Regions from separate parts of the Danio rerio genome. Here region 1 is linked to region 2. A link is a contact called in public HiCAR-type data. All regions are on one chromosome and are shown on one strand. The core of a region is the stretch at or near the end of the contact, and the rest is flanking DNA. Distances in the headings are between cores, read along the strand shown.

Evidence for each region. HiCAR-type assays count read pairs that join an accessible place to other places.
Region 1: a HiCAR-type map of caudal fin shows a contact between it and region 2, with 18 times the contacts expected there. The contact joins two enhancer-like sites. A contact is called at or near these places in 3 of 18 Hi-C or Micro-C datasets (caudal fin, embryo and hematopoietic stem cells) and 1 of 4 datasets of contacts at active chromatin or transcription factors (caudal fin).

The regions. Positions count from the first base shown.
Region 1 is chr5:18,493,061-18,495,760 of GRCz12tu, forward strand. No RefSeq gene overlaps it. Among named protein-coding and RNA genes, the nearest start is that of chfr, 12 kb to the right of the region's middle. Within about 2 kb of position 1,386, at least 19 of the 62 cell types and tissues checked have an H3K27ac peak or open chromatin away from gene starts, as enhancers often do.
Region 2 is chr5:18,044,641-18,047,384 of GRCz12tu, forward strand. The region is part of intron 2 of fbrsl1 (fibrosin-like 1); the gene reads left to right. Among named protein-coding and RNA genes, the nearest start is that of fbrsl1, 150 kb to the left of the region's middle. Within about 2 kb of position 1,276, at least 16 of the 62 cell types and tissues checked have an H3K27ac peak or open chromatin away from gene starts, as enhancers often do.

The DNA.
Region 1 (2,700 bases), core at 136-2,635, 450 kb after region 2:
AAATGCTCAACTCGCGCCACTTCATTCTTGTGAATCGCGCCACAAGATGTTTATTCGTATCTTTGAATTGACATAATAAGTAAATCGCTCACGCTTGCCGCTTCATCCGCACCTTAATCCGCATCTAGTGTTATAGTGTAAAAATCCAAGCTATACATATGCTATTTTTAACACACGTACGTTAAATTAAATACACTATTTTTAAATGCACTTTTTTACTAAATTTTGGGTAAAAAATATCAAACTCAAAAAGTTAAATTCGGGGTTAAAAAATATATTTTAAAATTGAAACCAAAATCGTGGTTCATATTTTACTCAAATTTAGGCTGAAACAAAGTATTACATTTATGATAAGGCTGAGCGATTAATTGAAAAGTAATCGAAATTGACATTCAGAAATTATAATCGATCTAATTTTTGCAGGTCAATTGTTTTAATTATTTTCCCTACCGGAGTCACATGACCCCGCTTTGCTAAGGCTGATTTATACTTCTGCATTAAACGCATGGGTATGGTACGGTGCAGCCTTTACGCCATATAATGAAGATGATTGGAAGCTGTGCCTTGAGACGGCATATTTTCTACTACAATAAAATTAGAATTTACATGAAAATGATTGTTTACAGAAGATATTAAAGAATTATTAAAATATGTATTTAGAAGAGATACATACTTTAATATGAAAAACTTAAATAAGTGATTTATTTTGACTTTTTTAAAAGAAAAAAAGTGACTGTTGGCAATGTGTGTTTTATTTTCAGTTGGTCAACGTTGATGTTCAATTAAATATTATAGATAGTGTATGTTTCCTTAAATTGTTTTAAAATCATGTAATGCACCCTTCATTAAAAAATCTCTCACTTGAAATATGTTAGCATATTCACTGTTCGAAACGTATCAGTGAACTATGAGGGCAACAAAATAAAATAAATAAATGAAATAATCGTTCATTAACCGTAATCAAGTTAAAATGTTCAATTAATTGAAATCTTGATTTTAGGCCACATCGCTCATCCCTAATTTATAATGGTAGTTGTCCTAGCCTTGCACTATAGCAGTGTATTTTATTCCAATGCTAGTAACCACATATTCTCCACATTGTTTTCCTACTCTTCTGACACTTATTTGGTTATATGTAGGGTGCATGTGGTCATGGCCCGAGATGCAAATGTGTGCTTTTAGATGTCCATGAAAAAAAGAAAAATCTCTTAATCTGTGGGCTTTCACTTCTGACATATGACTAACAACAAACATCTGACAACTGCCCTGCACTTGACCCTGTGTTTTTTAAGCTGGCTTTGTACAGTATTCAGAGCAATATGATTGCCGGAGGGGGGAGATGGGAGGGCGCTGTATGCACACCCTTGGCTAAATGATTGCAGATGCCTGGCTCCAGCTCAAAAGCTCCGCATTCCTCCCCTGTCGAAAAGACATTAGACCAGCTCTGCTCTTGCCTATACTGTCTGGCAGGCTGCTTTGAAAAAAAAAAAAAAAATCCCTCACTTATCTGTTATCACCACACGAACACATAACAATCCCCATATCTTATCTCTCCCTGTTCGCTAATGTCATATAGCTTAAGGGCAGGTTCTGTAGTGGTTGCAGGGCTACAACCGACATAAGCCTTTGTACAGTGCAAACGCCTGGCTAGTCAGCAAAGTGCATTGACCGGAGCATGTTTATAATTTCAAATATTTGAATTTCCATAGAACTGCATTTCACATGAAAAGACGGCATATCTCTCTCTGGCACCAGACCATCAAAGCTTGCTCTCAGAGTGTTCATATGCATGTAAAAAGAAGCCAAAACAGCCCCGTTTAGATACGCTGGCTAACCACCCCTGGCTGTAGACATCCGACTATCAACCTGAACCCGCCATTACACAGTGGCTCAACCATCAGCGCTCTGCTTCTGTTGACAACCGGCTATTTAACACATCAAAACAACAAGTGCTGCTATCAAGGCCAGCCTCTCCAGGACGGGTTACTGTGTCGCCCAAGAATGCTTCTTATCTTTCTGCTTTCGGCTTGGTTTTAGTCACACGGCATGTGCTGCTGACACTCCCTTTCTTTTTCCCGAGGCTCATTGTAGCCACCGTGGAAAGGTCAAAGGAGAAGTTGGCCAACTTATAAACAAATAGCGATGGGTTTATGCAAAAAAAGTTGGTTTCCATTGAAGCGATTTTATGGAAATTTGTACCTATGGAAATATATACTTTCAACAATGCAAACACACACACACAGACACACAAGCTGACAAATGACTTATCGCCTGTCCAAGTCAGCAAATAATAACTTAACTTCTAGTTGATAATTTAGTATCAAGTCTATATGAAAGGCAAAGGCCTCTAGATTATCATTATTTGAATAAAATTTGATCATGTCTTGATTTTTAATTATTTAATTAGGACAGTAAGGTCTGACTTTGCTTAGACATAAGTCTTGTCACTTAGAAATAATGTACAGTATAGAATATAAAGTCATGGTGCTGTGGAAAAATAATTTATATTTTGTATGACTATCATTAGCTAGGATGACTGCATCCATACATCTCTGCAATGACTCAAATAACTTATTAATAAAGTCATCTGGAATGGCAAAGTAGGCATTCTTGCAGGACTCCCAGAGTTCATCAAGATTCTTTGGATTCATATTCAATGCCTCATTCATCTTACCTCAGACATGCTCAATAATGTTCGTT
Region 2 (2,744 bases), core at 26-2,525:
AATACAGATTCCATATGTAGTATATCTTGAAAATCTGTTTATTAATTTAAACAGTATACTTACTCCCAGGGCAGTTTATATCGAAGTTGATATTTAGCCGCACCATGTTGGTGTTTCGTAACATCAACTTTTTTTATGCTCAACGCTCAACCCCAACCCCCAACCTGCAGGACCAAGACATACAGACAAACACTAGCTTACCCAATTTAGCTTACCCAATACACCTACTGTATAGCGCATGTCTTTGGATTTGTGGGGGGAACTCGGAGCACACGGAGGAAACCCACACGAACACAAGGAGAACATGCAAACTCCACACTACTAAAATGCCAACTGACCTTGCTGGGGCTTGAACCAAAGGTCCTTTTGCTGTGAGATTACAACGCTACCCACTGCGCCACCGTTTAAACAGCATACGCTGTTAAAATGCTGGCTTATTACACAAATCAGTTGTGTGGGACAACATAAAGGTATTAGGCTAACTTATTAGTTATTACAAATTTTAGTGGATTAAACATAAAACAATTAAGTTGTCCCCCAAAAAAACTCAGTAATTGTGTCGTTTCATTTCATTTTTAATAAGTAGTTTGAACAAAGATCATGTGTTTAAAGAATTCTTAGAAACTGCAGATCGAAAAAATCGAGAAATATTCGAGAAGCTTACTTTAATTTTACCTTGATTAGCACTTGTAAACAGCAGAACCGCTGCTTGCTGAAGACTAGTACTTCACCTATTCACCATGCTCCCCTTTCAACAGAATTGGATGAACTTTAAATAAAGGTTAATTTAGCTTTTAGCAAAACGTGCACGCAATGCAGATCCATTGGGGGAGGTGTGAAGGATTCAGGTAGCTAGCTTCAATATGACCTTGATTAGCTCTTACATGTTAGCTTTAATACTAAACATATACTTTAGTCCTTTAATATTCCTCTTTTAACTCTGATTTATTGAGATAACCTCATGCATATTCCTATTAGCGGTTAGCTTGATGTTGCGATCACAATGCGATGCTGTTCGTATTCACATTACGCATTGGCGTTTGTCATCCGGACCTAAGTGTGATGTCACTTTTATGAGCTCGGGGGACAATAGAGGGCCTGAAAGGGATTACGGTTGCTTTGACAGCTCACGGCGGCACAAAAGCGCCCGTTCCCCTGCCCTTTTCCTCCGTCCTCCCCTTCTCTTTTCATCCCCGCCTCCGTCTCCTCCCCTCTCGCCAGCCTCCTCTCCACCCTTATCCGAAGTGTGTCGTGTACATGTCAAACAATGTGGCATCTGTCATTTGCCCAACAAAGGGGCTGCAGACTGATAGCCTGCAAACAATGGCTCGAGAGCTCCCCGGAGGTGAACCCGGGCAGAGGGGGGTGGTTTTCTGCCTCTGTCCCGAGAGAAAGAGCCCCCCAGATGGGAGTGAGGCGGTCAGGAAGGCCTTTGGCATACTGTGAATGCTGGAAGGTTAGGCTCGGCCTCTGGTGGGAGCTTGGTATTGTGGTTTTGTCCAACTAGCGATAGCGGCCAAGCGAGCAGGCTGCAGCTAAGCTGATTACCGCGAGAGCAAGAAGCGGCGTGTGTGGCGGCACGATTGCCAGACAGGCGGATGGGGGGGATTGTGGAAGTGGGAGGAGGGATGTAGATTCGGGTTAAAATGTTAAATATGTGGTAAGACCTTGTTTGAGGCAGAAGCGGCATGTTGGATGAGTCTCAGGCTGTCTGCTTTAATCCAGATGCTATTGAAAGCAGTGTTTTTGTTTTGGTTTCTGTCTGCTTTAAGCGTTTTCCAAAAGTTTTACGTCCACACTGAAGCATCCTAAATGCTCTTATTGTGTATGCATAAAACATTATAAAAGCTTAATTACATTATACCAGAAGCCCAGATGTAATTTGGTCTTTTTATTAGCAAAATATTTCCTCACGTACTGATACTATTCTGTGTACAGTCTAAAACACAAAGGACATTATGTCCCAGGACAGGAATGTTTTATAATCATTGCAGAAATCTAATATGAAGATTATACATTATAAAGTACCATTCTGAAATTGACCTCTGGGTCTTACGGGAGCACTTTTAGCTTAGCTTAGCATAAATTATTGAATTGAATTAGCATTGGCATCTCTCTCAAAACAAAAAGTTGGTAATTTTCCTATTTAAAACTTGAGTTGTGTAGTAAGATGGACAGAAAATGAAAAGTTGCTATTTTCTTGGTCGATATGGCTAGGAACTATACTCGTTTTATCTTCTTCCTTCAATGTTTTATTTACTTTAAACATAACTGACTGTGTTTTATGAGGACACTCACCAAGACAGGTTTTTTTTACGGAATTCGACATACATTTATGTATTTAAACATAAAAATGGACATAAAAGATAACTCCATTTAGGATTTGCATTCTCTTTGATAGACGTCTGATATTTTGATTCTTCATTTTCATTTCAAACTGCTTTCTGTCCCCAATATCATTTTCCAAAAGGTAAAAATGTTAAAAGTAAAAGTAAAACATAAGTACTAAGACTAAGTACTAACCCAGCATTAGCATCTCTCTCAAAACAAAAAGTTGGTACTTTTCCAATTTAAAAACTTGTTGTGTAGTAAGATGGACGGATAATAAAAAGTTGCTATTTTCTAGGTCGATATGGCAAGGAACTATACTCATTTTATCATAATCAGAGGTAGGTAGGAAAGAATTACATTTACTTTTTTACATTTTCTTCAGTGAATTGTTGGGTAAATTTGAGTACATTTAA